Regions from separate parts of the Mus musculus genome. Here region 2 is linked to region 1. Evidence: chromatin contacts called from public promoter capture Hi-C data. All regions are on one chromosome and are shown on one strand. The core of a region is the stretch at or near the end of the contact, and the rest is flanking DNA. Distances in the headings are between cores, read along the strand shown. Region 1 holds the start of Tekt2 (tektin 2). Region 2 overlaps Ago4 (argonaute RISC catalytic subunit 4).

Evidence for each region. Promoter capture Hi-C pulls out the DNA fragments that hold promoters and counts their contacts.
Region 2: a contact with region 1 is called in a promoter capture Hi-C map of the C10 cell line, with 3 times the contacts expected there. The contact joins the enhancer-like site here to the promoter of Tekt2 in region 1. A contact is called at or near these places in 16 of 39 promoter capture datasets (the 3T3-L1 cell line, the C10 cell line, the HPC-7 cell line and 8 more), 3 of 15 datasets of contacts at CTCF or cohesin (embryonic stem cells and pro-B cells), 42 of 484 Hi-C or Micro-C datasets (B cells, the G1E-ER4 cell line, the HPC-7 cell line and 8 more), 15 of 115 datasets of contacts at active chromatin or transcription factors (astrocytes, bone marrow-derived macrophages, embryonic stem cells and 2 more) and 3 of 9 other capture datasets (embryonic stem cells, liver and pancreatic islet).

The regions. Positions count from the first base shown.
Region 1 is chr4:126,323,721-126,328,028 of GRCm38.p6, forward strand. It overlaps Tekt2 (tektin 2), which reads right to left and starts at 1,968. Exons shown (of 11, transcript NM_001357262.1): 1 at 1,925-1,968; 2 at 1,414-1,483; 3 at 1,083-1,288; 4 at 874-999; 5 at 510-715; 6 at 1-62. The coding sequence starts at 1,238. It also overlaps a transcript of Ago3 not described here.
Region 2 is chr4:126,509,167-126,514,119 of GRCm38.p6, forward strand. Ago4 (argonaute RISC catalytic subunit 4) reads right to left here. Exons shown (of 18, transcript NM_153177.3): 8 at 3,354-3,501; 9 at 2,833-2,952; 10 at 2,560-2,688; 11 at 2,234-2,367; 12 at 785-969. Among named protein-coding and RNA genes, the nearest start is that of Ago4, 22 kb to the right of the region's middle. Within about 2 kb of position 2,620, at least 8 of the 459 cell types and tissues checked have an H3K27ac peak or open chromatin away from gene starts, as enhancers often do.

The DNA.
Region 1 (4,308 bases), core at 718-3,217:
CCAGTGTCTCCATTTTGTCCCGGTGGTCAGAGTTGAGTTGCTGCCGAATTTCCTGCAGGAGACTGGAGAAGGAGAAGACACTGGAGCCATGGCTCCCAAGGACCAGGACGCGAGCCTCACTGGACTGCAGGGATACTGAAGGTTTGTGGTATGTGTGTGTGCGCGCATGCTTGTGTGTGTGTGTGTGTGTCTGTGTGTGATGCATGTGCTGCTGCATCTAAGACAGAACAGCCTTATGAGTGTCCCTCAGAGTGTACCTCAGTCACAGGTATGTGACTTCACATGCACGCATGAACATTTACAATAAGGGGGCCAAGATCAATGGTGGAACTTTCAGCCGCGGAACAAAGGCTGCCTAGGTTCCTGACAATGAGTAGGCCTTGGAAAGCAAGTCCTAAATGACCAATATCTCCTGCCAGAAGGCTGTGAGGGACAGAAAGTATCATCCAGCAAGTCCCATGATGCCCCCGGGTGCATGTGAGTGTGCTCCGGTCGCCCCCCCGCCTCACCAGAGGTGCTGGAAGGCCTGGCTGATCTTCTCCTGTAGGACCTTCTTGGTGGCTTCAATGACTTCCACCTCTTTCAGCAGCTCTTCCTCCACAGGGTCCCTCACCACATCAATGTCTCGCCGGCTCTCTCGCAGAGTCAGGCACTCGATGGCCACATCCAGGGGCAGGTTCTTGGCCTGCAGGTTTTGCTCCGCCGATTCTTTGGCCTAGAAAGGAAGAGCACGGGGATTGGTGGGGCCATGCTCAGTGGGAGAGCGCGCCCATCCTCACCTCAGCAGAGGGAATGGTGTCCAGATCTGAAAATGGGGTAGGAGGGATAGGCCTTGCCATCAGAGCCTGCGGATGCCCAGCCCTGGCTCCCTGCCTGTGCCAAGCTATCGATCTCAGCATCTAAATCTGTCAGACACTTGTCCAGCGTCTCCTTCCACCGGTTGACAGTGTCGATCCTCTCAGCCAGGCGGGTCCTATTGTCATGTTCATCCCATACAATCTGGAAGAGACAGAACCAAATAAAATGAATGTCTGTGGTTAAGGGCTCTCCCATGGCCCATGGACCTTAGCGGGTCCACAAACCTGATTGTTTGTCTCATTGCGAAGGATCCGGGCCTCCTGGCGGATTTGGTGGGAAGCATCTCGCTGCCGCTCTGCATTGGTGGACAATAGGTAGCTGTTGGTGCGCCAGTCGGAGAGCCGGTAGCGTTCGCTGGGCTTGAAACTTAGTGTCGCCATGGCTAAGGAGACGAAGGTCTGAACCCCTTAGGCCTGTTCCAGATCGCCACCTGCAGAAGAATAGAAAACCCGCCTTTTCTGGATCCCCTCTCCCCAAACCTTGGCCTCTTGGCTCTAAGCCCTTTCCCGCAGAGTCTGCTGGGAAGGTTTCCAACTCAGCCCCCCTCCAACTCACCTCCTGTGAGGTATTAGCAATCAAGCTGTATTTCCTCAGTGGTCTGTCTTCAGGCACAAAGCCCTGGAGCCTGCAGATGCAAGGATGCTCGTAAAGGAAAGGATAAAGTGTGTGTGTGTGTTTGTGTGTGTGTGACTTACTGAAGGGATGGCAGGGAACATACCCCTTAATCCAGTTTCCACCCCTACTTCCAACAATCACCCCTTCTCAGGCTGTGGGCCAGGCCCACGGGGGATCCGGGAGAAGAAACCTTGTTTCCTTTCCAGGGTGGACTGGGCGCCACACCCAGGCTTTAACCAGCTATCTGGGTAGGGAGGGAGGCTGGGTCCCTTGCCCCGCCTGGTATGGAGGAGGGCTGGCCGCCTGGTAGGAGGAGCTGGAGTCAGAATTTAGTGTCCAACAGTATCCTTCCTGCGCACAGGCTCCAACTTTGGGGTTTCAGTCAATACCCGGGCCTGAAAACTGGGTTAGGAGGTCCGCCGCGGCTGCTCTGCTCGCCGCATCCCCTCACCTGGTTTCCCCTCACGCCCTCAGGGCCCAGGTCTGAGAACTCCTGTTGTTTGCGGCTCTGGTTGCCGAGCAACCGCCCCCTCCTCGCGTGGTCACCTGTGCCCCTGCGCTGTCACCTGGGCCTCAGCTTAGCCAGGCAACCGCGCAGCTGCGGATCTAGGAACTGAACATTTTAGTTTTGATCAACGGTTTACACTGACAAGTTTTAAAAGTCTGGATAGTTCATAGGAACAGTAAAGGCTTCGTTTTCAGGCTCGCTTTCTTTCCGGGGTCTCCTTCCAGAAATAGGTGGTGTAACAAAAAAATATATCTTGGACACACATCTAAAACATATATATATATATATATATATATATATTCCTTTGATTTTGTTTTGCCCAACAATTTTACCATTGTTTGAAGTCGTACAAAAAACAGCATTCCTTTTATAGACAACATAAGATAAGCCTGGAAAAGAAAAAGGGTTGACCTCAGTGAACTGTGCCTTGGACCCAGTGGGCCTCGCTTGCCGAGCCTGACACATCACCTCAGCAAAAGCTGAGCGTCCTGGTTGGTGCACAGTTGTAATTCCAGCAGGGACCAACAGGCAGCGTGTGTTATTCCTTCCAACGTAAAGAAGTGTAAAAATAGAGGTGTATGGACTTGGTAGGCAAGTGGAGGGTGGGGCTGCCTTCTAAGAAGTGGGAGGTGCTTGCTTGTAGGGGGATCCATCCTGCTGGCTAGTTTCTAAGCCCAGGAAAAGTAGAACAGATTTAAAACAAACAAACAAACAAACAAAAACAAACAACAAAATCCCAGATTCCCCACTATGTAACCCAGGCTGGCCTCAACCCAAATCCTCCTTCCTCCGCCTCCTGGGTGCTGAGATTACAGGTGTGAGCTACCACAGGCTCTTTTGTAGACTCTGATATACAGCTCATAAATGGGACACAAGCAGGAGTTGTTTGTTTGTTTATAGACAATTTGTGTAGCTCTGACTGTCCTGGAACTCACTCTATAGACCAGGCTGGCCTCAAACTCACAGAGATCCACCTGCCTCTGTCTCACAAGTGCTGGGATTAAAAGCCTGTGCCATCACCACCCAGCTGTGAATAGGAAGTTTTTTTTGTTTTTTTTTTAAATGATTTTTTAAAAAAAGGTTTATTTATTTATTGTATGTGAGTACACTGTAGCTGTCTTCAGACACCAGAAGAGGGCATCTGATCCTACTACAGAGTTTGTGATGGATGATGGAGCTTTTTTTTTTTTTCCCTGAGACAGGGTTTCTCTGTGTAGCCCTGGCTGTCCTGGAACTCACTTTGTAGACCAGGCTGGCCTCGAACTCAGAAATCCACCTGCCTCTGCCTCCCAAGTGCTGATATTAAAGGCGTGCACCACCACACCCAGCATGATGGAGCTTTTAAAATAAGTATTACAATAGACAGACAAATTAATTGCTGGAGGAAATGATGGATCTTTAAATTAATTGGTTAATTAATTTGGGGGGTATTAGGGGCAGAACCTAGGGCTTCATAAAATCAGAGCATGTGTTCCACTACTGAGCTATGTGCCCAGCCTTAACTCTGAGCTTGCTTATTTGGAAACTCTTTATGACAGAAATAAATAAACGCACATGATGGCGCTGGGGTGGCTTCAGCAAAAACCCATGAATGGTGAGGTAGCCCTGCTTTTCACAGCTCCTGGGGTTCCCACACATCCTGCCCAAGGGAAGAAACTGTTGCCAGAGTTCAGTCAACTGATGGGTTAGCCAGGAAGAAAGGCGTGAGAGGGATTAGTGAGAGGTCGGAAGTGTATCTCAGTAGCAAAGTATTGCCTCGCCTTAACAGGCGCACATACATGGTATGTATGAACGTTAGAAGAATGAGTGATATCCTGTACTGTCACTTTGTGTTAGCAATGCCAGGCAACTGGTATCGTACCCTTCCTGTGATGTTCACCACTTTCAGTGAGCTCAGCTCCTGTGTGGTGTCTGAACACGCCGTCGAAGATTTTCCAACATTGGCGAGTTCCTGGCACATGCTTGCCCATTCAGCAGCCAGCTCTTTATTTGTTATGGTACAGTCTAATGAAAGCCCTGAGGTCTTGTGAATTCCTTTAGTTGCAAAATTCTCCCACTTTTCTGCTGGAAGGGGATTTCACACCAGATGGCATTTATCATCTGAAAAGGAAAGGAGACCAGCATAAAAGGAAGAGCCAAGCGAATGCTCATCCGGGGACAACAAATGGCAACGTGGCTTTACCTTGGGATCTCCTCACTAGGTGTGTACTCATGTGGGATAGGAAATTTATTTTGTGTGATGGTTTTGTTTCTTTATCTTGGAGTCAAGGTAGTCCTGTGAAGCACATATTGCTGTGATCTCAGGCCGGACTCTTCCTGGCTCCTGT
Region 2 (4,953 bases), core at 1,370-3,869, 190 kb after region 1:
AGTTGTATTCAGATGTAGAGAGGAAAACATGGTGGCCAGCAACTTTCTAAACAGTGTCTGCTCTACTAGGTTGGGCCTCAGAGTGAGAAGGGTGTGGTTACATGGAGCAGAGGCTATTGACTATTGAGAATAGACAGCAAAGAAGAACAAGAAAGGAATCTTGGCCTGGGTGTGGCTCAGTTGATATAGTACTTCCCTACCATGTATGAAGCCATGAGCTCAGTCCCCAGTACCACATACGTCAGCTGTAGAGTTACATTCCTAGAATCCCAGGACTTGGGAGGTAGAAATAGGAGGATCCAATGTTCAAGGCCATTCTCTATCACATGAGTTCAAGGCCAGCCTACATAAAATTTTGTCTCAACAGAAAAGGGGAGAAGGGTTGGGGGAGAAGAGGGGAAGGAATGGCAGAGCACATCACCATGCCCCAATCCCACCATTTTCCAATGTTTCAGGGAGCTTGCGAGGCAAAGTACTCTACCACTGAGCTATCTGCCTGTACACACACCTGAGTCCCTGTGGCTTAGACCACTAACAGTGCACGGCTGGGACTGTGCAATCACCTAGCTTAGATTGTCATACCTAGGACTTGAAATCATCTCTCATTCAACATTAAGTGTTTATACTCTTATACTAAAGGCACATGCTTTTAATCCCAGCACTTGGGAGGCAGAGGCATGTGGATCTCTGTGAGTTTGATGCCAGTCTGGTCTATGGGGTGAATTCCAGGACGGTCAGGGTTACACAGAAAAACACTGTCTCGAAAAAACACAGGTGTTCATACCATATACTGGTGTCTTCCCAGGCAAAATCACCACTATTAGCTGCAGGCCCACATATGTCATTTTCAGATGTTTAAACATGGGCTCCACGCTGTCTGCACCTTGAGCATACTTGCAGAAACATGGCTGACCCTGGATGGGCATCCCTGCATCCTTGGAGATTTTACGAAGTTGGTCAGTGAAACTCCTGTTAAGATAAAACCAGCGGTACACAGTGCTTTCATTTTCACACATAAACAAACACAAGTCTTCACGCAGTTGCCAAAAACAGATTGGCAGTTGTACCACTGCAGTTAAAACAGAACAATCGGTATTAGTGAGCTAACAGGTGTCAGTCTGAAATGTTATTACTATTTTTTGTGGTACTGGAAATGAAACCCAGAGCCTTAAGTATGCTAAGCAAGCATTCTACCACTGAGCTATACCTTCAAACCCCATTTTTAATTTCTAAAAAAATTACGGTTCAGCTGAGCTTTATAGACTAGAATAGCATTTATATTTAAAATATTTTTTTTTAAATAATCAAATCAGTAATTCAGAGCTTAAGAAAAAAAGAGGGTCCCAGTTTCGGGTAACGCATATTTTGATAAGGCTGGTAAAGGCAGAGTAGGTGAGCTTGTGTTCAACTCTGAACATGTAAACATGATTTCATATTCAAGTCTGGATATTTAGAATTAGAAACAAACTTGTAAGACAGATTTGGTTCAAGAAACCAACAATTTGTTTTTCATTTTGAAGTTTAAATTTTGGGTTTAAGAAATTACTTAAATCTATACATAAATCAGGTTCTCACTATTTAGTCTTAGCTGGCCTGAAATTTGCTATGTAGACTAAGTTGGCCTTAAACTTGCAGAGTCCCATCTGCCTCTGCCTCCCTAGTGCTGGGATTAAAGGTGTGAACCACCAGACTTATTATCAAAGTAACTGCTTTTGTACATTTGCCAATGTCCTTCTTCTAGGGCTCCTTGGCTTCACCCCAGTTCTGTTTCTCTGTTTTTTTTTACCCTTCTCATGGACTTACTTCCTTACACAGAAGGTGTATCTGTAAGAGGTGACATAACTCTGAGGCAGTTTTCCTGCAGCAAAGCAAGCTCACCTAGTGAGTTATAATTGCCAAAAATAAGCTAGTTCTCATTTTTACTGGGAAAGGTGCGATGCCCGTGGAAAGGTTCTCCTAAGAATAGCAGAGTTTTCCAAATAGCATTGCTCCTACTCTGTCTATTTCACAGCTTCTGGTGAATCTCGTCACCAGGTCCTACTTGAAATATGTAGACGCTGAGTCAGACTCTCAAAGAATTCTCAGTTTACAATACAGTGAGTGCAGGGTCTTTGCTGTAGAGCTGGAAGACATAACTGTGGGCATCAGGGGTTGGTGCCAGTGTACCCAGACACAGAAAGATGGTATTTCATATCTAGAAGGAGTATTACTGAGCTAAAAACGGGATACTCACTTTAGCAAATCTTCCCTACATTGTTTCTGAGGCGCAAAACAAGCCACTGCCCATACTTTAATTTCAATGCCAGCATAAAACTGTTTTCCTCGCATGTCCCAGACACCCTGGCTGGGTGTGGCTACTGTTTTATTCTTTAAAAACAGAAAACAAAAAAAAGAAACAAAAGAAAAGAGAAAAGATATTACAATCTAAGACCATTTTTATGTTGAAGGGGGACAAACAAAACTTTATTTGGTACAGTAGAAGTCAGAAGCAATAGAGAGCACTGACTACAGGTAAATTCAAAGGTGCATTTATTTTTGATTGGTGCGGAAGCGGCTTACCCGGCCTCCATACTGCAGCATTGGAGCCGGAAGCACCCTGCCTGTGAGCTCTGTCATCTCGTTGTGCACAACAATCCCAAATTCCTTCAGGTATGGGTCAGGTCCACCCACCATGCTGTTGCTCTTCACCTAAGGAATGGAAAGCCTGCATCTATAAGAGCTGACAGGAACTGTGTCCCCTCCAGAGCTGTTTATTCTTTTTTAGGTTTTGTTTTGTTTTGTTTTGTTTTTTCAGCTCACAGATGGCTAATGTTGAAGACACGCCTTACTGACCAGTCTACTGATTTCCTCCTGTCTGTCAGGAGCAGATCTTGCCGTGGCTTTGATCATGGTGGATGTCTGATTGTCTGTGAGCTTCTTTATACATCTCTGTCCTGCCACTATATTACAGACCTGCAAAGAGACAAAGAGAAGCTAGGTTTCATAGAAATGGGCTTCTATACATGAAGTCTTTGTCTATTTCCAGGAACAAATAGTTATATAATAAATTTATACGCACAAGATTCTTCAAAAAGACTAAACTCTGCCTCAAGTTTATAACACCTTGTTTGTTTGTTTGTTTGTTTGTTTGTTTTTAAAGACAGGCTTTCTCTGTGTGACCCTGGCTATCCTGGAACTCACTTTATAGACCAGGCTGGCCTCGAATTCACAGAGATCCAGCAGCTTCTGCCTCCTGAGGGCTGGGATTAATTAAAGGCGTGCAACCAGACCCACCCAGTCCGAGTGCTTAGAGGTTAGGTAAGAATGTCATTTGGCTCACCTCGAGTGGCAGGTAAGAATGTCACTTGGCTTACCTCAAGTGGTAGGTAGGTATGCTTTTGCTCTTGCCCCACTTGAAGGCAGGGAAGGTGGGGGTGTTTCAGCTGCAGACTATACTTCTGCTTAAAATACTGAGCCACTGTACATTCCATAGCTTGGCCATTCTCTAGCTGCAAAGGGAAGCTAGAAGAAAGAACGTTGATTTAAAACTTTTACTTCTTTAACAAGTAAGCAAAGCCTACTAACATTTTCTATGTTGGCTAGTCACTAAAGAAACAATGGCCAAGGGCTGAGGCTGTGGCTCAGTGGGTAGAAAGCTTGTTTAACATGCACAGAGCCATGTGTTTGCTCAGCAGCCCTCCATAAGCCACTTAACTAAACACAGTGGTACATGCCTATAGTTCAGCCCTTAGGTGATGTAGGCAGGAGAGCCAAGAGTTCACTGTCATCCTCACTTACATAGGAAGCTGTAGGCCAGCCTGGACTACATAAGACTCTCAAAAAGGGCTTGGGGGAGGCAGCAAGATAGCTCATTAGGTGAAGGTTCTTGCTACCAAGACTGACAAGTGTGTGTGTGAGGCGGAGGTGGGGGGAGAGAAGGGGGAGAGAGAAAGAGAATGCAAACAATGAAAGATAGGACAATGGTCAGGGCTAGGGGCCAAGCACAGTGAAGGGTGTATGTGCAGGATGCATAAAGCCTTCTGTTCAATCCCCAGCACCACCACCAAAACAACCTGAAAGTACCTTCCGTGAGTACCTTCCGTGAGTACTTTCAGTGAGTACCTTCCGTGAGTACTTTCAGTGAGTACCTTCCGTGAGTACTTTCAGTGAGTACTTTCCATGAGTACTTTCAGTGAGTATTCTCAGTGAGTACCTTCCGTGAGTACTTTCAGTGAGTACTTTCCATGAGTACTTTCAGTGAGTATTCTCAGTGAGTACCTTCCGTGAGTACTTTCAGTGAGTACTTTCCATGAGTACTTTCAGTGAGTATTCTCAGTGAGTACCTTCCGTGAGTACTTTCAGTGAGTACTTTCCATGAGTACTTTCAGTGAGTATTCTCAGTGAGTACTTTCCGTGAGTACTTTCAGTGAGTACTTTCAGTGAGTACTTTCCGTGAGTACTCTCCGTGAGTACTTTCAGTGAGTACTTTCAGTGAAGTCATTTTAGTATTATACCAGAACAAGTCCAATGAAATTTCAATTTTTGTTGAAGCTGAGAAAAAAAACCAACCAAACAAACCTTTTAATTCAAAAAAAAATTTTTTTTTTTCACAGAAGATCTAGGTCTGGTGGCTCACACCCGAAACCCTAAGCACTCAAGAGAATGAGGCAAGAGAACCACCTCATGTTTGAGGCCAGGCTGAAATATTTACGCCCACTGTGTGCACGCCGTTGCCTCAGAGGTCAGCAGAGGCCCACGGATCCCTTGGAACTTGAGTTATGGCCAGCTGGGAGCTGCCCTGTGGGTGCTAGGAACTGTATCCTGATTTTCCACAAGAATAACAAGTTCTAACCACTGGGCCCTCTCTTCAACCTATCTTGCTGGCTAGTGCGATGTATACTTGGAGTCATGCACATAATTTTATTTGCTCAAGATAAACTTTTTCTAAATGAATGACTATAGTTACTGAGGCCA